Linked DNA regions of Mus musculus: all the other regions are linked to region 3. The links are chromatin contacts, called in public HiChIP or PLAC-seq and promoter capture Hi-C maps. All regions are on one chromosome and are shown on one strand. The core of a region is the stretch at or near the end of the contact, and the rest is flanking DNA. Distances in the headings are between cores, read along the strand shown.

The links. Promoter capture Hi-C pulls out the DNA fragments that hold promoters and counts their contacts. HiChIP or PLAC-seq counts read pairs in DNA pulled down with a chosen protein or histone mark. Capture Hi-C pulls out chosen DNA fragments and counts their contacts.
Region 1: an H3K4me3 HiChIP or PLAC-seq map of bone marrow-derived macrophages shows a contact between it and region 3, with 2.9 times the contacts expected there. The contact joins the promoter of F12 here to the promoter of Caml in region 3. A contact is called at or near these places in 2 of 39 promoter capture datasets (the C10 cell line and the HPC-7 cell line), 1 of 484 Hi-C or Micro-C datasets (Th2 cells), 6 of 115 datasets of contacts at active chromatin or transcription factors (the 230-238 cell line, the SCID.adh cell line, bone marrow-derived macrophages and 2 more) and 3 of 9 other capture datasets (adipose tissue, liver and pancreatic islet).
Region 2: a contact with region 3 is called in a promoter capture Hi-C map of liver. The contact joins the promoter of Dbn1 here to the promoter of Caml in region 3. A contact is called at or near these places in 10 of 39 promoter capture datasets (the C10 cell line, the HPC-7 cell line, embryonic stem cells and 5 more), 4 of 484 Hi-C or Micro-C datasets (B cells, the Ba/F3 cell line, olfactory sensory neurons and 1 more), 5 of 115 datasets of contacts at active chromatin or transcription factors (embryonic stem cells, microglia and pancreatic cancer cells) and 3 of 9 other capture datasets (adipose tissue, liver and pancreatic islet).
Region 4: a contact with region 3 is called in an H3K27ac HiChIP or PLAC-seq map of stem cell-derived neural progenitor cells. The contact joins the promoter of Grk6 here to the promoter of Caml in region 3. A contact is called at or near these places in 8 of 39 promoter capture datasets (the 3T3-L1 cell line, the C10 cell line, the HPC-7 cell line and 5 more), 4 of 484 Hi-C or Micro-C datasets (Th1 cells, embryonic stem cells, nephron progenitors and 1 more), 10 of 115 datasets of contacts at active chromatin or transcription factors (the SCID.adh cell line, embryonic stem cells, microglia and 3 more) and 3 of 9 other capture datasets (adipose tissue, liver and pancreatic islet).
Region 5: a promoter capture Hi-C map of adipose tissue shows a contact between it and region 3. The contact joins the promoter of Slc34a1 here to the promoter of Caml in region 3. A contact is called at or near these places in 5 of 39 promoter capture datasets (the C10 cell line, the HPC-7 cell line, hematopoietic stem and progenitor cells and 2 more), 1 of 15 datasets of contacts at CTCF or cohesin (CD8 T cells), 3 of 484 Hi-C or Micro-C datasets (CD8 T cells, cerebral cortex and nephron progenitors), 8 of 115 datasets of contacts at active chromatin or transcription factors (the SCID.adh cell line, acute myeloid leukemia, bone marrow-derived macrophages and 3 more) and 5 of 9 other capture datasets (adipose tissue, embryonic stem cells, liver and 2 more).

What each region holds. Positions count from the first base shown.
Region 1 is chr13:55,424,897-55,430,442 of GRCm38.p6, reverse strand. It overlaps F12 (coagulation factor XII (Hageman factor)), which reads left to right and starts at 3,639. Exons shown (of 14, transcript NM_021489.3): 1 at 3,639-3,731; 2 at 4,083-4,140. The coding sequence starts at 3,675.
Region 2 is chr13:55,483,654-55,489,631 of GRCm38.p6, reverse strand. It overlaps Dbn1 (drebrin 1), which reads left to right and starts at 1,556. Exons shown (of 15, transcript NM_001177371.1): 1 at 1,556-1,769. The coding sequence starts at 1,684.
Region 3 is chr13:55,620,954-55,626,270 of GRCm38.p6, reverse strand. Caml (calcium modulating ligand) reads right to left here and starts at 3,266. Exons shown (of 4, transcript NM_007596.2): 1 at 3,015-3,266; 2 at 1,100-1,560. The coding sequence starts at 3,180.
Region 4 is chr13:55,440,791-55,446,679 of GRCm38.p6, reverse strand. Grk6 (G protein-coupled receptor kinase 6) reads right to left here and starts at 1,349. Exons shown (of 16, transcript NM_001112711.2): 1 at 1,120-1,349. The coding sequence starts at 1,171.
Region 5 is chr13:55,397,597-55,403,478 of GRCm38.p6, reverse strand. Slc34a1 (solute carrier family 34 (sodium phosphate), member 1) reads right to left here and starts at 3,831. Exons shown (of 13, transcript NM_011392.2): 1 at 3,744-3,831; 2 at 2,913-3,042; 3 at 2,642-2,791; 4 at 2,426-2,554; 5 at 2,209-2,352; 6 at 700-811; 7 at 379-574; 8 at 140-235. The coding sequence starts at 3,021.

The sequences.
Region 1 (5,546 bases), core at 2,390-4,889, 200 kb after region 3:
TTCCTGGGCTTCTTAAGTTTACTTTCTGAGTCTTAGGAATAGTTCATTGTAGAGGAATTGCTACACAATAGTAGACCCACACTGAACTTAGAGGAATCCTACATCTGCCTTCTGAACACTGAGTTTAAGGGATGAGCCACTGTGCTTAGCTCATGCTAGGCCTCTTTTTTTTTTTTTTTTTTTTCTTCTGAGACAGGGTTTCTCTGTGTAGCCCTGGCTGTCCTAGAACTCACTTTGTAGACCAGGCTGGCCTCAAACTCAGAAATCCACCTGCCTCTGCCTCCCAAGTGCTGGGATTAAAGGTGTGCACCATCACTGCCCAGCTATGCTAGGCCTCTTGTATTGACTGATGACTGGTTTGTACTTTTCCAGGGGCTGGAGAGTTGACAATGACAGACTGTAAGCCCCCAAATGGCCAGGAGCATCCATGATATGTTATAGCTCTCAGGGGAAAGGTATCCTGGATTCAGTAACCAAGGAACATCACAATGTCACATTGCACAACAAACCTCACACAAGAGATTTATTGGGAGAGATACAAGAAGGTGGCTGCCTTTCCTTGGTGGAGAAACAGCAGGAAACGGAGTGGGAGGCAAGCTTTCTTGGTGGTGGAGTTTTCCAGGGTGGAAATTTCTAGGGAGGGGATTGGTAAGGTTTGGTGAGTTTTCAAACCCTGAGGTGTGTGCTTGGACCTTACACCCTACACATGCACCTCATGATACAACGCCCACTTCCCATACGGAGCCCTGTGCTCACCACAGTCCTTCTTGGACTGGCTGAATTTAGGCTCCTGCATAACCTTGTAGCCCTTCCCTCCTTTCCTACTGCAAAACCCTCTTAGCTTGCTGTGGTAAATACACTTCTGTAATTCCCGTAATTAGGAGGTGGAGGCAGGGAAATAGCAAAGTTAGGTCACTCTAGATCAAGTCCCTCTTGCAAAAACAAAGAAAAAAACCACGCCCTCTATGGTACAAACCAGTTCCTCTTCCCTAGAGTTCTGGCCCCTCCCCGGGAGGATGTGGTCATAGGGTCAGGTCCTGGGGCCAAGGTCTGTCCTGGTACAACCCCGGACTGACCGGTTTCTTTCACTTTGGTCGGCTCTGCTATGTGGCTCGGCCTTGCTTTTGTGATGGCTAACGTTATGATGGCAGTTAATTTTATGTTTAAAAGTTTAAAATGTCTGTGCTTAAGAAAACTATAAAGCGTTAAGAGTGGTTAAGGCTTAGAATTTGTTTTTACAACTATTTTGGTTTCTATAAATGAGCTTGTTTTGCTCCAGAGGACCCTCTGCTTGGCCCAGAACAAATTGTAACTTTGTATTCCTTGCCTTTATAAACCCTTGACTGAGGTAGCTGGGTGCTGCATTAGGGAATCCCAACTTGCAAATACGGACCTGGATGGAGCCAGTATCTGAATAAAAGCCTCTTCTTTGTTAGAATGTATTAATGGTCAGACTGGCGAGTCTCTGAATGACCCCAGACCCATAACACTGTCTTCACGTCCTAGTGGCAATCACCAAAAGTCCCTTTTGAAACCAAAAGTTGAATAAGTGTCCCGTTGTTCCTCCGGTCTTGCAAGGCCTTGCAAAGCTGATCACAGCCTTCCTCTCTTCCTGGAGCACCAGGAACCTGTTATAGTCTGCCTTTATTGTCTATAAAATGAAATCACCTATGAAGATTCCCCACCCTCTCTTCCCTGGTTGCTTGGCTTTTTCTTCTCAGACTGTCCCAGACCAGTGATAGATGCCCACCAACCCGGATCAGTGGTAGATGCCCACTAACAATCCCAGACCCTAGTAAGGGAGGGTAAGGGGGTGGGGGTGGGGGTTGGGGCTGGTGGCACTTGCCTTTAATCCCTGCATTCAGGAGGCAGACGAAAGCTTATTTCTCAGTTGTAGTCTAGAGATGCCATGCTCTGGCTCTTGAACTAAGAAGGTACCACTGGCAACTCTGGAAGCCCAGGAGGGAGGGAGGGAGGGAGGGAGGAAGGGAGGGAGGGAGGGAGGAAGGGAGGGAGGGAGGGAGGGAGGGAGGGAGGGAGGGAGGGAGGGAGGGTTGGTTCCTACTGAGCAAAATAAATGCTGGGTAGAAAAAGCCACAGTGTCCTGCTCCCCACCTTCTGCCCAGCACTTCAGCTGTAAGACAAGGCAATGCCCTTTGATTTAGCACTTCACTCTGGAAAGAGTACAATTCTGAGATGACAGCGAGATCATCATCCCTGTGTATTTCTGCCTGCTCCCAGTGACCCAAGTTGACCGTGATTGAGGTTATTTTGTAAAATATTTCCTTGAGGCACCGGGAATCAAGGCCATGCATCCTAGGCGAGCATTCTGCCACTGAGTCTCATGCTTCCACCGAGGAGCCACATCCCCAGTCCTTTTGTAAGAGAATTTGCCGATGTAGGTGGCCATGGTGGCACAGGAAATTAGGGAGGCTGAAGCAGGCAGGAGAATCACAATTAAGTCAACCTGAGAAACATAGTGTCTCCAGAGGAAAAGAATTTGCAACTGTGATTAAGGGCCCATATTGAGTCTGGCTACACAGCCCTGACTAACCAGAACTCACTGTGTAGACAGCTGGCTGGCCTCGAACTCATACAGACCTACCTGCCTTTGCATCATGGCAGTAAAATCATGTACCGCCATGGACTCTCACTCTGTGGGAGTATCCTTGATGGGCCTGACCCAATCGGATGAGCCCTGAAAAGGGACCAGAAGTTTCCTGGCAAAGCAGACACAGTGTGAAGCAATTCAATGCAGGGACATTCTCTGCTCCACCCTCTGTTTTATTGCTTTTAATTCTTAAAATTAATTTATTTATTCTATGTACAATGTTTTCCCTCATGCATGCCCATGCACCATGTGCATGCCTGATACCTGCAGAGTCCAGAAGAGGCAATCAGAACCCCTGGAATTGGAGTTATAGACAGCTCTGAGCCCTCCTGTAGGTAGATGGGAATAGAGCCTGGATCCTTTGGATCTAAAGTCCATACCTGCTGAGCGACACCTCCAGCCCTGACACTGGCTTTAAAGTTAGAGGAAGTAGGTGGCCAGAAATGTAGAAATCACACGTAGCCGTGGTCGACAGCTGAGAAGAAGCTGGGACATCTGTCCTGCAGCCACATGGAAGTGAGTTCTGACCAGGACCTGGGGGGGGATCTCACTTTAGAGGCTCCAGAGACTTCAGCTTGAACCTCAGCGTTCTGATGATCTGGGCAGAAACTCTAACTATGCAGCACCAAGTGTTTACCCATGGGTCTGTGCATCCGTAAAAGTAGTTTTGGGGGGCATTGTTTTAGGGTGCTCAGAGTGTGGTAATTGGTCACACAGCAGAAGGAAGCTGCATGAAGGAAGGTCACATAAGCATTCTGTAAGATTCTGAAAGCAGGTTTTGTCCCATCATTCTTACCTTACCCTCAACAGGACCTGGAACACCATCCTAGTAAAGTCAGGAAAATGGAGGGCAGGAACCTAACTCTTCAGTCCGCTACTCCCACCAGTGACTCCCTGCTCAAAACACTTCTACAGCGCTGTTCTGCTGGGTCTCCCATGAAGCCCTTGCTCCTCAGACCCAGGAGCAAGCTTGACCAATCTCTACCTCTGAAGCTTCTGAGACCTTTGCCCGCATCTATTGATCCTCACTCCTGGGCAGGCAGCGGGGCCATCGGCAGACGCCATGACGGCTCTGTTGTTCCTGGGGTCTCTGCTGATGAGTCTGGATCTGACACTTTCGGTGAGGACGGTGGACACTGGGATTGAGCCAGAGTGGCAGTGAGGGGTCCCTGTTCCGGATTTAGCCTCTGCCTGTCACCTGCTAGTTCAGGTGACTGAGAGACTTGTGGTGGGGGTGGGGGTTGGGGGAAGGCACAGCTAGCCCAGAAGATCCAAACAAAGGAGGTAGCAGCCCATGCTGGTGGATGTGAGGACACAGGCTACTTTTGTGGGGGAGTCAATGAGAAGAGAAAGGAAGGCTACACTTTGTGAGGAAATCCTGTACTTTGGCGAGGTGGCAGGAGGTTGAGGCCTATAGGATCAAGGGAAGTCTAACATTGTGGGCAATGTTCCTGCCTTCTCTCTCCTATAGGCTCCACCATGGAAAGACTCCAAGAAATTTAAGGACGCACCTGATGGGCCCACAGTGGGTAAGTGATCTGGCCTCTTTTCCTAATCTACTCTGTGGGGATGGCTGTGCTTTAGCCTGCGTGGTCTCAGGCCTCTGGAGCAAGGAGGGATCCTGAGCCAAGCTGTTCCGTTGACATTTAAACCTGGGTGCCTACAGATTCAGATGTGTGCCCGGAGTGCCAGGCTTGGGCTGTCCTGGATGCCTGTGTTAGAGCCTGGCAGGTACTCTGTAGTGTTGGAGATGATGTCATCTGATGATGTCATCACACCTGCACACCAACAAGTGCTCGCCAGTTTCCCCATCTTCCTCCCTTTCCTTTCAACACTCCTGGAGAATGTCAGACATAACCGGTAGAGTTCAGAGCTTCAGTGGGCGATGGGAGCCAGAACAGAGCTTTAGACTCACCCAAGATCACAGACACCCCAAGTTGTCTCCAAACCCTAACTTTCTCACTTGTGAGTTTACTCTCTGCTTCATTTTTCCCTGTCTGAAAAGTTAGACGGGTTGCTGAGGAGAAAGGGTTCCTCATTGTTGTAGATGCTGCTGCCAGGAAAATGCCCTAACATGTTAGCTCTTAGGCTAGGGCATAGCTCACTGGCAGAGCACTTGCCCAACATGCACGCACACACACCTGGGTTTGGTCTGCAGCACTGTGAGGGGAAAAAATTCCTTTTTTTTTTAATTTTAAAGAAAAAATTCTTTCTTAAGCTGGAGAGATAACTCAGAGGTTAAGAGCACTGGCTGCTCTTCCAGAGGTCCTGAGTTCAATTCCCAACAACCACATGGTGGCTCACAACCATCTATCTGTACTGGGATCTGATGCCTTTTTCTGGTCTGTCTGAAGACAGCAACACATATAGTAAATAATTAATTAATTAAAGAAAGAACAATTCTTTTTTAAAGATTTATTTATTTATTTTATGTATGAGTGTTCTATCTGCATGTACACCTGTATGCCAGAAGAGGGTATCAGATCTCATTACAGATAGCTGTGAGCCACCATGTGGTTGCTGGGAGTTGAACTCAGGACCTCTACAAGAACAGACAGTAGATCTCAAATGCTGAGCCATTTTTCCAGCCCAAGAAAAAAAATCTTAACTTTTAGTAAATTTGACTTAGGTGAAGGGTTCCACCCCCATCCTGCCCCAAACCCTGCTATAGGACTTGTGAGTACAGAACTCTACCACAGTGAGCCTTGTCTGTGGGGTCAAGCTGAGGCTTGTAGTGTGATGTCTCTCACTGAAGCCCAACTCAGTGTGACCCTCCAGGCTTCTGTCCTAACCACTCTAAGCCAATCAGCTGCTGTCCCTTTCAACCTGACCCACCATGGCCCCCTGTCTCCAAGTTCTAGGACCCTTCCCTCTCTCTATCACCCTGTTGCTAAATTGCCACTAAAAGGAGAAAAGAAGAAGAAGAAGAAGAAGA
Region 2 (5,978 bases), core at 307-2,806, 130 kb after region 3:
GAACTCACTCTGTAGACCAGGCTAGCCTCGAACTCAGAAATCTGCCTGTCTCTGCCTCCTGAGTGCTGGGATCAAAGGCGTGCGCCACCACTGCCTGGCTTGCAGCTCTGTTCTCACCTTGGCTTCCTGCTCCTTTCCTTCCCCATCTGATGTCATCTCTATTCCCCTCTGCCCTAACCATTGAGTTCCAGCTGCATCTGGGATCAGGGCCCAGGACTGACCACTCACCAGGACTCACCATAGGTTGGTGGAGAAACTCCCAAGGATGGGGTGCATGGGTTCAATGGGTACCCATAGCTCCTGAAGCAGGGTTCTTGTGAAGTACAGAGGTTTAAGGCCACCCTCTCCCGTGTCCCATTCCAAGGCATTGCAGTGAATGTAAGTATTGGTTTCTTGTTGGAGATGATTGACCAAGTCAGAGCAGGAATTCGACGAAAACAGCCACCTCCTGTTCACAGATCAGCCCCAGGGGAAACTTGCTGAGGCACTGTTGCCTGCCTGTCTGCCTGCCTGCCTGCCTGCCTGCCTGCCTGCCTGCCTGCCTGGGAAATGGGTTGGGATGTCCAGTGGGTATGGAAAGGTTAACCAGAGCTGTGGAGGGCTTCAGTGTTCTCCATTCCACAGGAAACAGTGCCTGGAAGCTCTGTGCAGCCATGTCCCCATAGAGAAGTCTCTGAGGCCCAGTCCCTTCTGCACTCAGAGCTTTGGGAAATAAAAAGTGCCAGAAAGTTCTCCCTGGAATGGCTTTGGAGGAGCCCTGCCTTGGGGACCCTACTTGGGCTTCCTTAGGAGGGATGGTACTTGGAAAAGAAGGCATCATTTTTTTTTTTTTTTTTTTTTGATACCCATCTGGGAGGAAGAAAATGACTGAAAGTAAAGGATGAGGGAGGTGGGGTGTAAACGGCTTGAGACAAGGTATGGCTAAGAAGAGGGGTCTGAGTGGAATTCAGACAGGCTGGCATAGCAAGAGGGTATGGTGACTAGGTGGGATGTGTGCAGAGGTAAGCATGGGCCTGTAGCTGAGATGGAAGTAGTGGTGGTAGACTAGGGAGGGTCCTTTCAGAGGAAATGGACTACACGTAACCCAGGCCTGGTCTGATGAGGAACTGAATCCGGGCAGGGACAGAGTAAGGACCATAAGGGGTTTAAGGTAGGGTGTAACGGACCCAGGAATGATGTGAGTCTGGGCTGGAGTTAAATGGATCAAGGGTGTTGGGCTGGGTCAATTACTCTGGGGAGATGGAGAGGGATGAATCTGGGCCTGGAATCTTGGTGGGTTTATGGCTAGGGAAGAGGGGTGTGCTGCCAGGTTGGGGACGAGGACAAGACAGGTGCATGGGACTGGCCCTGGGAGCAGAGCGGAAGCTCAGTGTCCGGTGCTGGCCAGCAGGGTGAGGGGCGTGTGTGGGACGCCCCGGGGCAAACTGGGAAGGGGGGGCGGGCCTCCCCCTGGGCCGGGCCGGGGCGGCGCTAGGACCGAGCGAGCCGAGGGAGTGAGCCGGGCGGAGCCAGCGCCCCCCGCCCCCCGCCGGCCGGCTCCCCTCCCCCGGCCGCTGGCTCGCTCGCTCTCAGCGCTGCAGAGGCTCTGAGGCGGCGGCGGCGACTCCCTCATCCCCTCCCTCCGGTGTCGGTCGGTCCGCCTGTGCGTGCGTCTGTCCGTTCGGCCTCGGTCCGGCCCGCAGCATGGCCGGCGTCAGCTTCAGCGGCCACCGCCTGGAGCTGCTGGCGGCGTACGAGGAGGTGATCCGGGAGGAGAGCGCAGCCGACTGGTGAGCCCCCCGCCCCCGCCCCCGCCCCCGGCCCCTTTGTCCCCAGGCCGCCGCGCGCCTTTGTTTCCCCGAGGCTCTGCCACCGGGAAGGGAGGGGGAGACCCCGAAATGGTGCAACGGCTCGGGAGAGCCGGGGAGGGGCTGCCTTTGTGCGAGCCGGGGGAGGGGCCGCTCGGGCCAGGCTGGGCGCGCGGGCCGGGGCGCCCTGAGGCCGCCCTAAGGCTCACTGGGGGCGCGGGAGCCGGACGCCAGCCACGCGGGTGTGGAGCCCAGACGTGGGGCCTGGGGTCCTACGGTCCTGTCGGAGCCCATCCCCCTTCTCACCCTGCCTCCCTCCACGGGCCCGGGGGACAGGTGTGCACGGGCCAGCCAAGGGCACCTTCGCCACCTTCGAGCGGGCGAGGACCGGGTGGGGACGGGGCGGGGACCCAGCTAGCGGAGCTAGAGCAGCCTGCCCGGCCACAGCACAAAGGAAAGCTAGGGCGGGGGAGGAGCGCCGAGGGCTGGGGGCCAGCGTGCCCCGCCCACCGGGGGCTTCTCGGGGTTGTCTCCCCCCACATCTAGGTTAGGGTGTGATACAAGGAGGTTGATTGCCACATGGCAACCACGAAGTGACTTCTTTATCCCTCACGGATCGCAGAGGAAGAGGCAGGGCTGAGCCCTTCTCTCCCCTGCTGAAGGAGCAGATCGCTAGGACGAGGCAGATAGGCAGGAAGAGACTCAGGAGATGGACGGAGCAGCTTGGCTAGGGGGGCAGCTGGGAGCGTGGAGGGAGCCTCCACAGAGGGATGCCAGATGAGTAGATCTCTGGGACCCTAGCCCCTCCACTCAGCAGCAGGGGGCTATCAACCTCCGACTGGGGCAGAGTGAGTGAGTGGCTTATCTCCCCCTCCCCAGCTGTTACCCTCCCTGAGCTGGAGGAGGGTGTGAGCCACCTGCCTTGGTCTGAAGTCTCAGGGTGTCAGGAAAACCAAGGGGGCTCCGATGCCCCATTCAGGGCACAGCCCCCAAGTGTTCTTCTCAAAAAAAAAAATTGTATTTGAATCTTTTCCTCTCCTTAGGCTGGAAGTAGGCTATCGTTGAGAAAACCGAGGCCGAGTTGGGGCTGATCTGAGGGAGCCTCCAGTTGGGCTGGCCTCACTCTCACCCTGGGAGGGCAACCGGGTAGGGGGGCTGGAAGATGGAACAAAATAACCAGGCGTCCAGGCCATGGTACTGCAGCACTGGCCGGTAGCCAGGCCCAGAGGGATGGACTCAGGAGACAAGTTCTCGTGTCTTGCAGGTCAGTTATAGGAGAGGCCAGCACAGGGCAAGCAGGGCAGTTTCCATCTTATTGTCCCAGCCCTGCCCCTGGGGGGCTGAGATCATGAGAGGCAATCTGGACAAGTGGCCTGGTGGAGGAGCCTGTTTGGGGATGTGGCCCTGCCTGAGGAGAAACACTGGCCAGTCTATGGGGTGTAGACAACACCTTCTATCTCTTAACCCCTCGAAAGCTGGACACTGGCAACCCAGTGCTGGGGCTACTAATGACTTCTGCCCCGCATCCTGCTCAGAACAGGCCCGGGCCTCCATCACCAGCAGCATCCATGTAGCCAAAGGGAAGGAGTTATTCATCCTTGGTCTGTGCGCCAGCCCCATCTGGGTTGTGTGTGGGACATGTGCAGATGCACAGATGCACCCTCGCTTATATGTGTGCTTACTTCCAAGGGCCTTAACGGCATGTTGTAAAAGGGTGGTGAGGGTCCCATCCTGAAGAAGATGGCGTGGTGCTTCTCAGCTCTTATCCTACAACCAGCAGCTGGCTGAGATCTCAAGGCTCAGGACAGACCCACATTTAGGAGTCCAGCAGGAGGGGTGTCTGGGTTCAAACGTTGGGTCATGAGTATTGGATGTCTTCCCTGTACCTTGACTCTGTGTGTGTGTGTGTGTGTGTGTGTGTGTGTGTGTGTATAGTGGAGCTTGGGGCTGCTGGCCCCTAGGAGGCAGAGGGTCTCTTAAATGCACTCTGTCCTTGTGCTATAAGCAGGTCACAGGGGAAGTCAGATTGTGTGGTGGGAAAGGCCAGCACCACCCTGGTTATGATGTGATTCATTGTGTGAGAAGTTCCTGCTCTTCTCAAGTGCTCTGAGGAAGAGGGGGATGGGCAGAGTCCATCTGGGGTCTCCTGGGCCTTTCCAGTTCCAGCTCCCTGAGAGCATGCCGGTCTTGAACCTTCCACTGCTAGTATCTCTGCTGAAGCCAGACTCTCGCCTTGCCCTAGTCAGGTATCTCTGCCTTAGGTGGTAGATAAGTGTTTTTGTCAACATTACAAATCCCTGTGGTGCTATTTTGTATAGAGGCAGCAGTGTGTGTTAGCACAGTCAGAGTCCCTGCCTTCCCAAGACTGACAGGACAGCCTGTGGCAGTGGCTATCTCCAGGGCTTGCTGCAGGTGAGGTGTGCACATCTAGAGTTCTCTTCTACTTTGCCCTGAGTGTTTCCGAGCTCCTACCTGCCAGTCTCAGAGTACCTGTGTTATGTTAGAGAAACACTGTCCAGTAGGGTCTGGGGCTAGTGCAGATAGATGTCTTTCCCGGTTCCTGCTGAGTGCTATAGCACTCTGGGGCGTGAAGCTCAGCCTGAGGCTGGCCCCTGGAGTTGGTAGCGGTATCCCGAGTGGTCTTCATGTACAGGAAAATGCAATGCAACTCTTGGGTACAAAGTGTTCTTCAAAACTGAATCTGGGAGCCAGCGTGGCCCAAGTGTGGGTGTGAATACACAGTCATTTTGGAGAGGTGGGCTAGGCAGAGCTGAGAGGGTTTGAATGAGACACAGTCTCTGCTGAGGAAGGATTGTGGCCCTAGCAGGGAAGAGGGACGGTTTGGAGGTGGGTGGGCATGGAGAAATGATAAAAGGGGCTTCAGAGTCTTGAGATGAGCAGCTTGCCCCAGAGAGATGTCATGGCCAGAGCAGTGTCTTGGAAGGAGCCAGGATTCTTGGTGCTGGCTCAGTGTTTCATCCGTGACTACAGAGGGAGACACCCTATTTCTTTGAGGGCTCTTTGTTCCTGGCCATGGGGTTAGGGCAGCCTGACAGGTGGTGGGGCAGCTGTGCGGGGAAAGCAGCTGTCGGATTGGCTGGGGCAGCAGTTGCACCAAGGGCTCGGAGACATGCAGCCCACCTGTGTCTCTTTGTGGAGCAAAGCAGGGAGGGATGCAGGAAGGGGAGGGGCTGCAGGGACTTATTTGGTCGCCTTAACAGGGGTCAATAACCCCTGGGGCATGGGGTTAGCCCTCCCTCGTTCCTTCCTCTCCTCCTTCTCCTCCTCCTCCTTCTCCTTTTTTGCTCCTTTTCTTTTCTTCCCTCCTCCTCCATTTTTTATTTTTTCCACTTCCCTCCTGTCTCTTGTCTGTTCTCTTCCCCCTCTTCTTTTCTTCCTCCTCCCTGCTCCCCCCTTTCCTCCATCTCTGCTTTTTCATCTTCTCGCACACCCCAGCCTCCTGACTTAGATGGGAAATGGGAGATGAGCAAGGTTCTGAGCCCTTCTGAATCTCAGGGACCAAGAGTCTCTTCTTCATGTGTGTCCAGCGTGGTGCCTGCATCAGGATGGGTTGAGGGGTGGCTCAAGGGAAGAATAACTACATTACCTTCCATGAAATGGATGCGTTAGTATGCCTGCCAAGAATAAATACAGAGCAGAAAAGGCTAGGGAGGAAGGAAGTCATTAGTTTAGCTTTCTGGTCGGCTTCAGTCTATATGGTAGTCCTAGGAGGCTTCAGGGAGGGCAGAGGCTGCCTCAGGGCTAGAAGACCAGATCTTAGGGTCAGAGTCGGGGAGTGGTCACAGCAACCTCATCCCCATCTCAGAGAGGGAGAGATTGAGTCTGAGGATGTCCCCAGGGTCCTTTGTGTTCGAGGAGAATGCAGCTCTGGTGGGCTGATTTCTGTGCCAATTGCTGGGTTGCCATGGTTACCAGGGGATGCCCAGCATTGAGCACCAGATTCTTCTCCCTCCCAAAAGGGGGAGGGGCAGCGGGTACCAAGGCACGCACCAGGTAGATTCCTGGCTCTGGCCAATGAGGGATGAGAATCATGGTCGCCAGGGAACGGTAACCAAGGAACCGTTGCCTTGGAGTCTCCATCGCACACCCGCTCCACTGAGTTGTGGGCTGCCAGGGCTAGGGCCGGACGCTGAGCTGACTAGGCAGCGATTTCTCCCCCACCGTTCCCTG
Region 3 (5,317 bases), core at 2,017-4,516:
CGCTGTGATTAAAGGCATGAGCTACTATGCCTGGCTGCATAAAGCACATTTTAAAACTTGTTTTGCCTTACGATGTTTTGTACATACCCAATATACAGTAAGCATTCTTAAAATGACTATTGAATGGTCCTACTTCAAATCAAGACATTGGGAGGCTGGAGCAGTGGCTGGTTGGGTAACAGTGTTTGAGTTCAGTTCCCAGCACCCCCATGGTCGCTCACAGCTGCCTGCGATTCCAGTTCCAGAGGATCTGACACCTTTTTGTTTGGTTGGTTGTTTTGTTTTTTTGTTTTTTGTTTTTTTTTTCGAGACAGGGTTTCTCTGTGTATCTCTGGCTGTACTGGAACTCACTCTGTAGACCAGGCTGGCCTCGAACTCAGAAATCCACCTGCCTCTGTCTCCCAAGTGCTGGGATTAATGCGCCACCACCGCCTGGCCTGACACCCTCTTCTGATCTCAGGAGGCACCAGGCATGCACATGGTACACATACATACATGTAGGCAAAACACAAAAATAAACTAATAATAGATCTTTTGAAAAAAGCTCTCACCAAGACACTGAACTGTAACTGTGTCTTTCTGCGCTCTTCTACGTCCCATCAGGAACTGTCGTTATGAGGCTACTACATTACATACTGCAGAAACCCTTTCTGAACTATAGACAATGCCAATCTACACTGAACCACAAGGAGTACATTTCAATGCCTCAAACTACTTGGAAAACTACTAGCTAATACAGAGTATATATAAGCATCTGGACTTCCGGTTCTGGGATGAAACTGCCTGTATTTCACCCCACCTGTCAGCGGCTGTGTAAGAGAATTCATCTGAGTCCTTGTGGGTTCAAGCAGCATATAGTGCATAAAGATGGAATTTAAATCAATGAATAAAAGACAAGCATATAAAGTGGTACCTGGCATGTAGACAGATGTTAGTTATTACCATAAATAGGCTCTCATTCTCTAACTGGGATAATAACAGAATTTATACTACACTTTCAAACAGCCTGATGATAGATCTGGTAATGCTGGCAAGAAATCCCTATCACGACAACTCAACTTGCATTCTTCTAGTTAATAACTGGAAGCTCTTGTCTTACCAAATATTTGCAAACAAAGGCTCTGACGCCAAGAGCGAGCAGAGCGCACCCCACCAATCGAAATATTCGAAAAGAGTCAAACTCTTCCGCGGTACTTCCATCTTCCTGGCTGGGTTTCTCGCTGATCAGCTGTTTGCGCAACTTCATCGCTTCTTCGAATCTGGAAAGGTACTGTTCTAGGCCGTGGTGAGAAGCCCTCTGGGCCGGGTCTGCTGTCAGGTCACCTCTGGTCCGCTGCCGGAGCTCAGCTCCATCCTTACTACTGCACTCTGGTGCTTTAATGAATGAGTCCAGTTTGTCTCCCAGCTGGGTTCCCCTGACTTCTGCCACACCACCGAGCTGGTCAGCTCCTCCTCCATCGACTGAATCACCAAGCACTACCCTCTTTGAAACTGAAGGGATGCTGAGGGAGTTCAGTTTGTCACTGTCCTGTGGCTTTGATTTTGTTTGATTTTCTTCTTCTGAGGGGGGAAAAAATAAAGCCTTGTGTATTACATATTCACAAACACCTTAAACACTCCCACTGCTGCTAGAACTTGGTCTCTGAATCCAGACAAATACTGATGCAGAAAACAAAGCCAGCTCCTTCGTCTTCACCTTCAAAATACAACGCCGCAAAACTAGCACTCTGGCAGAGGGGAGTTCAAACAATGAGGACAGAAACTACCAAAGTTAGCACGGGATGTCCCAAGGAATAAAGAATAGCTCTTTCACAGACAAAATACTCAAGAGGTGTGCCTCAGTTTCTTTCACTAGCTAATACTGATAAAAATACAAAATCATTGAAGTCTTTCAAGGTTTCTATTTTACAGTTGCATTTCTAACTGTGAGCACAGGGTGTGGCGCCGCCTGTACCCACTGTTGCTGTTCCCGGGCAGCTATGAGCAGGCACTTTTAGGATGCTGTTCTAGCTTTTAAAGAGAGAACTCTAAAAATGATAAAATTTTTCAAGCAAAAGAACAGAATAAGAAAGGGACTTGAGAAAGACAAACACCAACACTTTAAGAATATCTTCAGAATGATCACTACAAAAAAAATATTTTCTGTACTGTTTCAGATGATTTTGAAAGTGGTAGCCATATCTCTCATTTATATTGTCTAGAAGTTCAGAACTATATCTCTAACGCCTCAGAGAAATTCTTGAGTTCTACCAAGCTCACAAAGAGCAACTAAAAAGCCAATTACTAAAGGAAACACCCAAATCGAAACTTAGAGAGGCCAAGCATAGTAGAATTCAATTGTGTCCACAAGAAAACAGTGTCCTGGACACAAGGTTGCATGAAAGATGAATTTTCTTAGGGCAAATGCAGTTATTGAAACGTGATGTATGTATGGTAATGAAAGGAAATCTCTGCAGGGACATCACATCTTTCGGGAGGACCTGTGTGACAGGTGATAATTTTGAAAGCAATGAGCATAGCCACCAAGATAGGGAAATAGGGTCTCTAATCCACAACGGACGGACCAGCCAACAGTTGAGTAATGACTGATGTGGTGGACGAGAGTTACGAAGCAAAAGGCAAAAGCTATGTCATGGGGAGTAACTGGGAATAAAGGCATCTGGAGCTTATAGGAAAATCTCCCTGGGAGGTCTGGGGATAAAATGCACAGCCTTCAAGAAAGGCGAGTAATCAGGAACATAGGGGTTGTCTCAGATAACCGTACACAGAGACTCAGGAACGAAGGCTTTGTAGCCAGGGTGGAGACGACCTCCGGGCAAGGATCCAAGAAAATAGGAAGCAACAAGGAGCGTCCTGGGGTTAAGCGACAATATAATATGGGTCGTCACCTAGGGAGCGGTGACAGAGTTCGGTCAGAATGCATTTTGGGGACAAAATGTTTACGAGCTGGAGTGGGCAGAAGGAGCTTGAAGACTCAAAGAGGTGGGCGGGAGACGGGAAACCGAAGCTCTCACCCGAGCCGCTCCCGGGCCTGTGAAAGCCCATGATCCGGTTGATGCGTTGCTCGGAGTTCATGAGCAGCTTTCTCCTCCGCAGCTCCGCTCGCCGCTGAGAAGCCGACAGGCCCGACGGCGTCGCGGGTCTTTCCCCGCCGTCCGTGGCCGCAGGCACCGGCTCCATGCTTTCTCTACGGTCTAGATCAGGCTGACGGTAAAGGCAAGGATGACTTATGGCAGGGCCGCAGAGTTCGCTCCCACTCCCACTGTAATCCCGCCCTCTAAGGGGCGGGAACTGAAGCGTGAGCATGCGCTAATCGGCTGCGCCAGGCTCTGCCGCCATGTTCAGTGAGGGCAAGCCCAGTTCAAGGGTTCCCTCTTCCTAAGTTGGCTCGCAGTGCTCAGGTTTCTCGCCACCAGGTTACCTCACAGCTGCTCTCGAAGATGAAGAGACGGATGCCCTCCTGATGAGTGAAATGACAGTGAGGAGCAGGTCCATTTTATTCTCTGCCAGGAAGCAAAATGGAGGTTGCAGCGGCGGGAGCTTTTTACCAGCCAACGCGTCTCTGCTCCTTGGATACGTAATTGCGGGTGCGACGCTCTCCGGGAGCGTGGCCCTGGGATTTGGTGGCTGTGGTGATCCTAGTTCTTTACTGAAAATGTCTGGACAACAAACGAAGGAGCCTCAATCCACTATCCAGTCCCAGGCCGTCCACTTCTCTATGGAGCTGCAGAAAGAGCTCTCTCTCCTTCTTACTAATCCGGGAGTCACACTGCGGACTCTGGCTACACCTAACAGCCTTGCCTCGGTAGCCAGAGAGCTCACGTTAGGAACAGACAACGGGCCTGGGCTCGGTTGTATACTCTTCGTTTGTTTTTGTTTTTCGAGACAGAGTTTCTCTGTATAGCCCTGGCTGTCCTGGAACTCACTCTGTAGACCAGGCTGGCCTCGAACTCAGAAATCCGCCTGCCTCTGCCTCCCGAGTACTGGAATTAAAGGCGTGCGCCACCACCGCTCGGCGGTATTATTATATATTACAAAGGATCCTGCAGTCTGAACCAGCTTGTTCATTCTGAGTTCTCTCCCCAGCTCAAGTGGTGGCGTGCTGAAGGAATGCGAAGAGTTAAAACCGTTCAATACTAGCCAGATTTAGTATTTCGGGAAGTGCAAGCTTGAGCAGTTAAAATTAACTGTTTCATTCCCTGCGAAGCCGCCCATTTGACATGGCGTGTGCCAGCTGTTGGGCTTTTCAGATCAGACCTGGTACGTCTTTGGTGAAGCAGCAGCTGAGGAGACACCCCAGAGCTCACCATAGCCCATGAAAAACCCAAGGAAGGGGTCAGGCCTGAGCACAGTGATCATATTAAGGTTAGAGGCAATAAACTAATGAAAGCCATCATATGCGGCAGTGTTTGTCAGCAAGGCAGATCAGGTTCCCATTTGATGGGCAACCAAGCAATGAAACACACCCACCCAGTACGAAATGGAAGCTCAAGATGCAATTGATGCATTCCATCAGTAGACAAGTGGCTCCAGAATTTTGTTCTACACCAACAGATTATCAACTAGTGGTAATTAGCCTGGTATGATGGTGCATGCCTTTAATCTAAGCAATGAGGAGAAAGAGGCAGGTGATTCTCTGTGGGTTTGATGATAGCTTCGTCTACACAATCAGTACAGCCAGAGCTACACACTGAGACCCTGTCTCAAGAAAGAAGAAAGAAAGAAAGAAAGAAAGAAAGAAAGAAAGAAGGGAGGGAGGGAGGGAGGGAGGGAGGAAGGAAGGAAGGAAGGAAGGAAGGAAGGAAGGAAGGAAGGAAGGAAGGAAGGAAACAAAAAACTGCTGTCTGCCTCACTTTATCCTGACTTCCGGTGCACAGCTGTCTCTCCTCTTACGTCATTCCTTCTGTTTGGACAGAGAGTAACTGGTGCATGGGTATGTCCACCAGCTTTACAAACACCTAAATGGCCAATGTTGCTGTCTTAGTCACTTTTCTATTGCTGTGAAGAGACACCATGACCAAGGCAACTCTTATAAAAGAAAGCTTTTACTTAGGGCTTGCTTGGAGTTTTGGAGGGTTATCAGTCCGTGATCATCATGTTGGAAAGTACAGTATAACACAAGGTTCTGAAACAGTAACTGACCTTATATCCTGATCTGCAAGCCATGAGAAAGAGAAAGAGACTCAGCCTGCTGTGAGTTATTGAAATTTCAAACCCCATCTCTGAGTGACACACTCCCAACAAGGCTACACTCTTTATCCTTCTCAATACCATTCCTTAAATATGAGTTTACACATGCATACATACATACATACAT
Region 4 (5,889 bases), core at 100-2,599, 180 kb after region 3:
ATTGCCTCCCTTGGGCACTAGGGATCCAACCTGCCCATCCCATTTCCAGGTAACACCTCTCTGGGTGTGACATGCACCAAGTAGGCAGAGGACATCAGGGACTGCGGCACACTGGGGACTTGTCTGAGCTACCTATAGACTCTACTGGGTATCTGCCTGACCCTAGGTCAATTACAATCTCTGATCTGAGCTTCAGTTTCACACCTGTAAACTGATATAGAACAGCGAAGCTGAAGGTTCCTTCATCATGGAAACCCAGCAGAAAGTGGAAAGCTGTCACTGTGTCCCTCCCTGGAGTTCCAAAAAGAAAAATCTTGTTGGTGTTTGCCCACCAGCACCCTGGACAGAGTAGGGCACTACAGGTATCTAATGATTATGTCACTCTATGTCGTTTGTCTGGCTCTAGTCATCTAGGACCCATAGAGCCAAATAACATCTGGAGTGAAACCAAGGAAGAGCAACTCCGCACCATATCCATGTGCGCGCACACACTAAGTCGACCAGACTGGCTTTTAGCCCTACAGTCCTTATAGCCCGTTATGCTCGTCTCTCATTTATTTCCCCGGTGCATCTGCCCTAGTAGGTCAAAGGCTTGCTAAATGCCAAAAACGTTACCCATGCACCCGTTTTTAGTGCCCAGAAGCTCCAGGTGAGTGGTGGTTCTGCATGTAATGTGTGTGTCCAGAAGTTTCCCCCTGTCGGTTGGGTTGTCTATACAAAGGCTCGGCTCATTCATTCTCTAATCTTTACCGATTACCAACTTTGTGCCGTTCAGGGCATCTGGGCCTGGGGCACGTGGGGCACCTTCCTGCCTCTCACGTAGAAGAGGCCTCACACGCATTCCTCTGGGGCTCATGTTCCACCTTTTCCCTTCCTTCCCTTTCTTCTTCATCACCCCCAAACCCGACTTGAGGCCCATGGCGCGACCCCCGCCCCTCCTGGGCCCCGGGTTCCGGGGGCAGAAGCGGAGGGCCGGAAGGGCTCATGTCTGCGCTTAAGAGTCCGGGTGCAGACTCCAGGGCACGAGGATAACTGGGGCCCGGACGCCTCATGGAGCTCGGAGGTCGCGCGCCCGCGATCCCCGCGCCCAGGCCTGGCCGCCCGCCTGCCTGGCCTCACCTTCCCGGGCCTTGAGTAGCACCGTGTTCGCTACGATGTTCTCGAGCTCCATGGGCTGCAGCGCCGCCCGGCCCGCCAGGCCGCGCCGCCGGCCGGGACCGCCCACGAGAGCCGGAGCCGATGGCGATCGGCGCGGCTCGGCTCGGCTCGGCTCGGCTCGGCTCGACTGACCGCGCCGCGGCCTCCGGGCCCCACCGGCCTCCGGGCCGCCGCCGCCCGCCGCGTACTCTGCGCCCCTCCCGGTCCACCGGCGCCCGCCCCGCCCCGCCCTCTGTTTACTTGGCTCAGTCAATGGGCGAGCGGACGCTCCCCGCGCCGGACTACTATTGGTCAGCCTCTTTCTCTTGCCCCGCCCACGGAGCCGGGAACTCGCTCCCTGCGGAGAGGGGGAGGGCCCCGTTGCGTCGCCGATTTCTGGTTGGACTGCGGACGGGATTCGGCCCCTAGGTTCGAATTTCTAGGCCTTCGTAGGATGCCGAGCTGCCAATTAGGGCCGAGCCTCTGCCGAGAAATCGGAGGTGGGGCCTCTCGGGAACCACGCCCAGAAGACCCAACATCTGATTGGATTAAAGACGTGTCGACCATCCAGCTTTGCGATCTGATTGGGTGAAAGGATGGGGGCGTGGCTGTGTGTCTGGTGCGCCGACGGGATTTCTAGGGTTTTGTTGGGGACACGCTGTGTCTCCTGCCGGCTATCAGGTAGCTTGGTTAGAATGGGTGTCCTGCCGTCGTCCCTTAGGTCAGCTGCTTCAGAAGGGCGCGCTTCCAAAGCTAGCAGAGGACCGAAGGAAGCTATTGCCTTCCCAGCAGCGCTTGCCTCCAATTCAGCCGCACCCCGCACCCCCGTACCCCGCCCCCGCAGCCGGATGTTGTGATTTCTCCCCTCCCACCCGTCCGGCGCCTTCGGCCTCTGCTGCCTTATAAGGCAGCGCAACCACCCCAAGTCGTTGAGGATGAGTTCACACCCATTGTACAGGTGGGGACCTGAGGCGCTGGATGTTGAGTGGCTGGCTGCACGCGGAGACCGGGAGTGGGGGGACAGGTCCGAATTTTGCATCTCATCAACACAGTGTAGTTCAATCCCCCACTTCCTCATCACCACCCCTTTTCGCACAGCAGGAAACGGAGGCTTGCCCAAACTCGGGAATTAAGGAACAACCGGATTCAACTACATGTTTTTGATCCATATTCATTCATTTTTGAAAAAAAATATATATATACTGCCACTGCTTTTTTTTCCCAGGCACCCAGCCAGGTGCCGGATATAGTGGTAACAGCAAGAAAACCAAACTCTCAGTGCTTACGTGCTAGGCGGGAAGAAAGGTGGTAGCTGTCCTGTAAGTGAGCACATTAATGGGTGGTTTTAGAATGAATGCTACTAAAACAAAGAACTAGAGAGGACGCTTTGTGGTGCCTCGCATGCCCCCCCCCCCCCCGCCCCATGTCATTAAAGGACCAGAGTGGTCACAGGCTATGACTTTTGAGCAAATCAAGAAGCGGCACCACGCCTAAAGTTAAGTTTGGCGAGGACTAAAGCATAAATGTTTCCAGAGTCCTGTGTTCTGAGGTGAGCCAAAAGCAAACCATGGTGACAAAAGGGTGTCAGCTAGACCATGGAAGGTGTTGTGGTTTACAGAGAAGGGTTTGTTTTGTGAAATGTGAAACTCCTGGAAGGGTGACATATTTACCAATGATAGTTCAGACTAGTGGATGATTAAGCACCAAGTGAAGACCGTTGTGTCCAGGTGAGACCTGAGGGCTAGTGAGAATGTGCACCTGTGAAGGCTTGACCTCATGGAGGATGGAAAGAACCTGGATAAAGAACACTTTCAGCATCCTCGAGGATCCTGTAGCTGGCAAGAAGGCTCAGGTGGTAAAGGCGCCAGGGGGCAAGCCTGACCAAATATGAAGACCTGCGTTCGATCCTGGGATTCATCTGGTAGAAGAAGACAGTCAACTGTATTTGTTCTCTAGCTACAAACAGATTAATAAGTTATATAAGTAAACAAGTCTATCTAAACAAGTGCAGAATGAACAAGGGTCAGGAGAAGAGGGGAGGGTGCTCAATATATATAACACCTAAGGGCAGAGCGTCTGTAGAATTTGCAGTGGGCATTGGGGTGGGCTCGGGAACCATGAAGTGAGGAGAGTGTCTTGATGGAGCCTGGATCCAGGATGTCCTTGGACTTCATTTTGAGGGTAATGGGGAGTCATGGAGGCAGATTTTTAAGGAGATGAGTAAATTTGCTTTCCTAGAGGGCTCTGGGCTATGAATGGCAGGCAATCGGTTTTGGTGTCTAGTATCTGAACACTCTTCCATCTGGGAGGAGTCCTAGGAGAAGCAGAGGCAGGTCCTGACTCTAAGAAAATCTGAAGGCACCTAAGAAAGGGCAGTGGTGGCGCACGCCTTTAATCCCAGCGCTTGGGAGGCAGAGGCAGGCAGATTTCTGAGTTTGAGGCCAGCCTGGTCTACAGTGAGTTCCAAGACAGCCAAAGCTACAGAGAGAAACCCTGTCTCGAAAAACCAAAAAAAAAAAAAAAAAAAAAAAAAAAAAGGAAGAAAGGAAGAAAGAAAGAAAAGAAAATTGGAAAAGACAGTGAGTATTGGTCCTGGGTAGCAGACAGTATTACAGTGTTTCCGACCGGGCCTTTTCCAAAGAAAGGACCAACACAAGACAGCTGGGGGTCACTTGAAATTCATTGTGGGAGGGGTAGTGGTGATGCTGGGGTTGGAGGCTGGGGGGCTAGAGGTCAGCGATGTTAAGCCAGCATGGGGAATTCAAACAAGCTCCCTCCCAAGAGCTGTCCAGTCTCTTCCTGGTCTTAAATTACCCAGAATCTGGTTTGGCTGCTTGCAACCAATTATTTGGCTAAGACAGGAAGTGGACCTTTGGGGATGAACCATTAGCAGAATAGTGGTACCCTGTACTGGGGTGACAGCCAGGCCATGTAAACAATGGAGTTGAGGCCATTGTTGAACTGGGATTAACATAGGGTGAAGAGAAGATACCAGTCACAGCTCCCAGGCTTTGGAGACGTTTTTTAAAAAGGAAAACTTAGCACAGTCCAACCCAGTTCTAGCTTCCTGAACCAATAAGCTTCTTTGGGGTACGTACTTTATAGTTGATTCAAAGGCAGCTGAGTCACCCAGCAGAGGTGAGGACTTAGGAAAGCTACGTAGGCTTTCCTAAGTTCTATGTGGGCTAGCTCCCTGCCCAATGTGCATACAACTCAGCCAAGGACTCCCTTTTCTCTGAGAAGTTGTTTCCTGCTCATGTAACATGTGTATCTTGAAGCTGTTTGAGCTTCCTAAGCCTGATAACTCTATTAGTTTCTCTGGTCTTTGAGACATCTCCCCCACTTCCCATCTCCAGGAGGGAACATTTCAATTTGGATGAAATAACCACACAATAATGTCAGAGGTACATTTCCTGGAATCTGGCCTGTAGAAGTCATTGCACTCAGTCCAAAGAAATAAACATCAAGGTTAGTGATTGCAGCATTGTTCAAAACGGTGCACTAATTGAGAAAGTAAAGTTTGGTCCTTTCCTGTAGAGTGATGGGCTTCTCCCTCCTCCTTCCCTCCCCCTTTTCCTTCCTCTCTTGCTTTCAACAAGCTCTTCATATTTGTCACTCAGCCTAGCTGGTCTTGAACTTGGGTTGTAAGCAATCCTGTTTTGGCTTCCCTAGTAAAGACTACAAGTCTTTGCCATGTCACCCAACCAGGTTGCTTATTCTTAAAAACTACCAGCTGTGCCAGGTGTGTGGTGCATACCTTTAATCCAAGCACTTGGGAGGCCAAGGCAGGCATATCTATGTGGATTCAAAGCCAGTCTGGTCTACAAAGTAAGATCTAGGACAGCCAGGGTAATATAGAGAGACTCTGTCTCAAAAAACCAAAACAACCAACAGACCTGACCCAGTCACTCTCTCTCTCGTTGAGAACCTTCTGTGGAAACCCATGCTGAACAACTTCTAAAGTGTCCCTGGCCTTAATACCTGAAAGGCATTCATACCCTAACGTCCCCACCCCTTGAATGTGGCAGCATTGCCTGAATGAGTTCAGACCAAAAGAATGCAGCCAACATGACATGTCATTGCAAAGTCTAAGTCGCTAAGTGACAAGGCTTCCAGTTTCATTTCCTGCGCCCAAAATAATAATAATAAAAAAAAACAAAGTGAATAAAAAGAGACTCCAGTCTCTTCCAGATGGCCTTCAAATGTGCTGCTTCATCTGGGCCCTGTTTATCCCTCCACTGTCTACAACCCCTTGCTCCGTGCAAGCTAGCAGCCAGCCATACACATGGCCTCTCTTACCCCGAACCACATTTCTCAGTATTGTAGCCACCAGCCACATGTGGTTATCAATATTAAAATAAAAACCTCTAAGGGTCCACGATTAGCCAAAGAATGATAGCCTGGACTCAAACAGTATGTAAATACAGAGTGTTCATTCTGCAGAAGTCCACCATGCTGGGGTCTCCCATTACCAGAATAGAGAGACACCCAAGTGAGCTTGCAGGCCTGATTAAGGAATTCCAGGGTAGGTGACCTCTATGTTAATCTGTTAGGTCCATCTCTACAGATATTCCATTACCCGGGTGTGGGGGGCTGGAAACTGCTGCTGACCCATTGTCCTTGCCTCAGGCTAGATTACTGCCAATTTGAAGCCTGTCATGGAATCAGCCTAGCCTTCTCAAACCAGAATCCAGTTCCTCAGTCCCCTGAAGCCATAGTTTGTGTGCTTGTAGTCATGTAAAAGGTCCATTG
Region 5 (5,882 bases), core at 2,582-5,081, 220 kb after region 3:
TTACCAATGTCTGTCCTGGCTGTACTGATGCAGAACAATTGCACATCTGCTCTTTCCTAGCCAAGTGATTTCCAAAGTCTCTGAGACAAACAGGCCAGTGTCTAAAGAGGGTGTCGTCTTACCTGACTCTGGAACTCACCTCTGTTGTGTCTGGGTGACACCAAATCCGAATGAGACTGTGATTCCTCAGGGACTCATCCCCCACGGCAATGCTGGTGATCACAGACTTGTCCAGCTGTGAGCAAGATGATGATGACGATGACGTGTGTGTGTGTGTGTGTGTGTGTGTGTGTGTGTGAGAGAGAGAGAGGGGGGGGGTGAAGGTAGGGCCACTCGATATCCCACATCTGTCCATCCTGTGGCAAGTCCCACCCTCACCTGGATGATGAGTCTTGTGAAGGGCTCTGTGATGACTTTGAGAAGGTCGGGGGCATCACGGCCACCTCGGATGTTGAAGGAAGCAACCACAAGCCCGGTGACATGGTGTAGGTAGCCCGTGGCAGCCTCCAGGGGCAGTAGGACCAGAACAGACAGCCAGTTAAAACAGTCATGCACGGTCGCCCCTGCAAAAGCCCTGAGCAGGGACGTCACATTGTGGGACACCTAGACCCAAGGTGTGCCCAAGCTGAGGGGCCCCAGCACTCAGTTCTGCCCTCTCCCCCAACAAGTGTGAGGCCCGAACCTCCTTCCCCAGCTCACCGCCTGAAGTCAGTCCTGTCCCCTGCCTGCATCAGGGCCACAATGGTGTTGGTGACAGAGGTTCCGATGTTGGAGCCCATGATGATCGGAATGGCGGAGCTCACCTCCAACACTGGTGAAAGAGGAACCTCTCAAACGCCTGGGCTGCAGCTGCAGCCTCTGTCCTACCATAATATTTCCTACGAGGCCTGTGACTTGTGTTCCAGCCTCAGACGTCTTTTCCAGTGTCCTCTTGACTTCCTAGGCTGAGCCTCACAGGTCCATGTGTACACACACAGTGTATTTACTTGTGTGTGAGCATATCCACATGTGGCAAGATTCGCACACTGTACAGGGTGTGTCCATGTGCTCCTGAGCGTGGACATGTGCATGTGACTGTGTCATGGGAACTCACACCTTGTGCAGTCCACACGTTGTGTGTGTGTGCAGGTATGCCTTACCACAAGTGGGATTGCTGGTTTTATGTGTTGACTTGGCTAGCTGATAGCACCCAGTTGATTTTAAGAGTATTTTTGTGTGTCTACGTGTGTGAGCGTGTGTGTGTGTGTGTGTGTGTGTGTGTGTGTGTGTGTGTGTGGTGTATGCAAAGGTGGAAACCCGAAGAATTCACACGTTCAGCTCTAGTACTCTCTAATTTTTTACCATGAGGCAGCATCTCTTGCATAACCTGGAGCTAGGTGGTAGCCATGGCACTCCAGCAATTCCACCGATGCTCCTGGCACTGGTGTGTGTGCAGCTGTGCCCAGGCTCTTATGTGAGTACTGGAAATTCAAACAGGGGACTTCACATCATATAGCAAGCACTCTGACCCACTGAGACTCCCTAGCCCCAGGTAAAGAAGATGATTCGTGATCTTCCTGGAGGGAGAGATTTCACCTGTAGCTCACAGGGTTGGCTTCCACCTACACACCCTGCCCCTCTGAATAGGTCACACTGTAAATGTCAGACTTGGGCACCCAGCCACACAATCTCAAAAGTCAATTCTTTTTTTTTTTTAATGATGTATCTATTTTTATTTCATGTGCACTGGTGTTTTGCCTGCATGTATGTTTGAGTGAAGGTGTTGGAGATCCTGAAACTCAAGGTGAAACTGAAGTTACAGGCAGTTGTGAGCTGCCATGAGAGTACTGGGAATTGAAGCTGGGTCCTCTGGAAGAGCAGCCTGTGTTCTTGACCACTAAGAGCATCCCTGCAGCCCTGTAAGTCAATTCTTTGCAATAGATTGCATGCGTGGGGTGGTTTTTACTGGCTGGCTTTCTCTGGCTTTCCTGAGCAATGGTGTGGCTGAAGGGAGGTGGCCTTCCAGGAGCTGTGGTTCCCCCTCTGCCACACTCCCCAGCTCCCGGAGCTCCTTTCTGACTCAGCTCTTGGCCTTGTTTCAGGGGACAGTGCAAGAGATGCTGAAGTCCCACCCTTCCCCTCAGCCTCCTCAGCAATTCCACATGCCTGCCCCGATCGTGAAGGACCAGGCCCTTGGGCTCTATCCCCGGCCATGCTGGGCCGACTCACAGCCGGAGGAGACCATGCTGACAATGATGGATGTAGAGGTACTGGAACTCTGCACCAGAACTGTCACCAGGATCCCCACCACCAGCCCTGCCACTGGGTTGGATAGGATGGCATTGTCCTTGAAGATGTCCCCAGCCACCTTCCCTGCAGAACAGAAGCCAGTGTCAACTGAGACCCTTCTGAACCCTTTCCCTGCCCTTCTCCACCTGGGCCCTACCTCCAGCCAACTGGAAGGCGGAGCTGAGCACATCCAGGGAGCAGACAAAGAGGTAAAGGAAAGCCAGCATCAGAGGCACCTTCAGGAGCTTCGTGCCAACCTGGGCAAGCTTCTGGGACAGCCTGGGCTCTGGAGGTGGGGCAAACATGAAGACAGTGGACAGAACACTAGAGCAAGTGACCGCCCATAATCCCACTGCTCCCCAACTTGGCCTACCTGGCTTTTGCTCCTCTTCCTGAGCCAGCTTGGTAGGTAGTGGGTCATGACATTCCAGGACTTCCCCACAGGGACAGCTGTGCTCTGTGAGGGTGACCGGGCTCAGACTGGAGATGGCATAGGTGGATGTTCCAGGAATCCTGTGCAGGACTGAGGAGGGAGACTGATTAGGACTTCCCAGAGGCCTCAGCAACCCAGAAGAAACAGGTAGAGGGACAGCAGGTAGCCAACTGTGGGCAAGCAGGTCTCAGGGTATAGGAGTAATATTTACCTTGTGGGCTGGGCACATAAGCAAAGGTTGCCCCATGCACCATGTGTCTCCCACGGACTGGAAGTGGGGAGACAGCCGGTCCCCCCAATCTCTCGCTGTAGGACATCATGTTGGGCACCCACAATGAGTCCTGCATATCAAAAGGTTGGGACAAATCTGACAGTTGCTGTGTCTGGGACATTCATACACTCATACCCACATAGATGATATCCAACTTAGGGTCTGTGATTCTTTTCATCCTCAGACACATCTAGAGATGGACACCCAGGTGCTTGTCACAGACCTAAGCAGCCATTCATCCACCCAGTAGGGTTTTGTAGCTGATTTGTTTTGCTGGAAATGGAACTTAGGGCCTCATCATAGGAGGCAGGCACTCCAGTGTTGAGGCCCATCCCCAGTCCCAGGAAGTATTTCCTGAATGCGTAGTGTTTGCTGAGTTCTGAGTTAGACACTCAAGTACAGTAGCAATTAAAGACACATACAGCCACTGCTCTCAAAGTCTAGTGGGGAGACAGCTGCAAATGTATAATGTCTCAGTGAATAGAGATAGCAACCAGGTATTGTGACGAATTCAGGTACCACTATGCCTAGAGTGTTCACAGCAGGGCAGGGCAGGGCAGGGTAGGGCAGGGCAGGGCAGGGCAGGACAGGGCAGGACAGGACAGGACAGGTGCTCTCGAGAGAAGGAAGAGCAGGGATTATTTTAGCTCAGGGGGAGCAAAGCAGGCTGGGCTGGTGTTGGGATGTCATGTGTAGCAGGAAGAGGAAACCCAGAAAGAGCTAGGGTGAAGGGATAGGGGTAGGGTTGGGACACAGGGGCCCTGGGCTCACCTTGACTGTGGCTCAGCTCCAGCCCGGCTGCTTGGGGAAGTCTAAAGAGGAACTAAGACCCTCTTCTTTATACCCTCGGGTCAAGGGCAAAGTCCTTAATGAACTAGAAGAACTTTAGCTGCCTTCCCTCTTTTCCCCATTAAATTAACTTTACCCCCAAGATTCCTTCCAGTTAATTGCTAATCTTCACCTCTGCAGGGGGAGCCTATGGTCAGACTGTCCTCTCTCACTACACCAGCACAAATCACAACCCACAGGGTACAGGCTCATCCTGGTCATGGACAGAGACTCCGACACCCCTCTGGTACCTTGTTCTTAGGGACTCAAAAGCAATTTTGTGTCTCCTGTCCATTCTTGGCTTATGAATGGACAGGACTCCCCAGAGAGTGACCCAGACATCTGGTGACCTTGCCATGCATCTGGATGTCTGTGAGGCTGTGTATGTCTTAAGGGGTACACTTCAACAGAAGGGGGAGCCCAGGGGAGAATCCCAGTGAGGCTGCATCTTTGAACCGTGGAGGGTCTGCAGGGCTGAACAATGGATCACGATGTGAGATTAAGAGATCACAGAGTCACTGCCCAGACCAAGAAGAGATGGCTCTGTGGTTTAGCATCCTTCTTAAAGTGTTGCTATGGGATCTGTCAGAAGGAGTGTCTGGAAGCAGGGGCAGCAGCTGAGATGCGGAGGAGAGACCCGGGGAAGAGGTGGCCTGGCTGAACTAAGGTGGGCTCAGGAGAAACAGGGGACAGGAAGCTTCCCAGAGGCATTGGGAAGGAGGAAGAGGAACAGTTGGGATCTGGAAGTGCATGATATGCAGTAAGTCCTGTGGGAAAGAGTTCACGGGAGCCACATCCCCAAACCCAACAAGTGATTCATGAGTGCATAGTAGATCCTAAGTTCTGAGTTAGATGCTGGGGTACAGTCCTAAGTAAAACCACACACAGCCACTGCCCCTCAGGATGTTCAAAGTCTGGCCAGGAGACGGCTGCAAATGATGTCATCTCTAAGCGAGTAGAAATGGCAACCAAGTGTCATGACAAATGCAGGTACCCTAGAGCAATGGTTCCAAGCCTTCCTAACGCTGCAAGCCTTTAATATATTTCCTCCCATCGTCGTGACTCCAACCATAAAATTATTTTCATGGCTCCTTCATAACTATAATTTTACTATGGTTGTGAATCCTAATGGGAGTGCCTGTGTTTTCTGATGGGCCTAGGTGACCCCTGTGAAATGGGAACCCTCAGACAACCCATAGGTTGAGAACCACCACACTAGAGTGTTCTACAGCAGGGCAGGGTGTCTCAAGAGAAGGAAGAGGATGAATTCCTTTAACTCAGGGGGAGCAAAGCAGGCTGGGCTGAGGTTGGGATGTCTGAGGAAGCAGAAGAGGAAACCACAACAAGAGCAGGGGTGATGGGCCAGGGATAGGGTTGAGAGACCAGGCTCTGGGGTCACCTTGAGGTTCTCTGCCAACAGAGCTTCAAGACTCCTCAGCTGTCCTCTGATGACTCAGGGTCCCTGGAACTGCAGATCCACTCAGTGTCTTCAGGGTAACATTTATCTAACTGTTCTCTACCACAGAAGACAGGCCCCTCTGCACATTCCTGCTTCAAGTTAAGCAAGGTTAACTGATCAGTCCTTCACGGTCTGGGCATAGTGACTCTCCGAGGGCTCTCTGTGCAGTGGCGAGGAGTGCAGAACAGACCCAGCTTGGTCAGATTCCAGCTCTACCTAAAGCAATAATTTAGGCCAAAGAATGCTCAAAAGGAAGGGGAAAGGATGGGAAGTAAAACCGGAATTGGCTTTTTGATGCTGAAGATGGAACCCAAGGCACTGCACAGTGCTACGAAAGCGATTTGACCCTGTGCTGCACCCTCACATTTTAGGAAGAGTGACCATAAATTTGCTTGACCAAATCTCCCCCACCCCCCACCCCACCTGAGACAGGGTTTCTCTGTGTAGCCCTGGCTGTCCTGAAACTCACTTTGTAGACCAGGCTGGCCTCGAACTCAGAAATCCACCTGCCTCTGCCTCCCGAGTGCTGGGATTAAAGGTGTGCACCACCACTCCTGGCTTGCTTTTTTTTTTTTTAAGACAGTGTCTCACTATGTAGTTCTGGCTGTCCTGAGACTCACTAC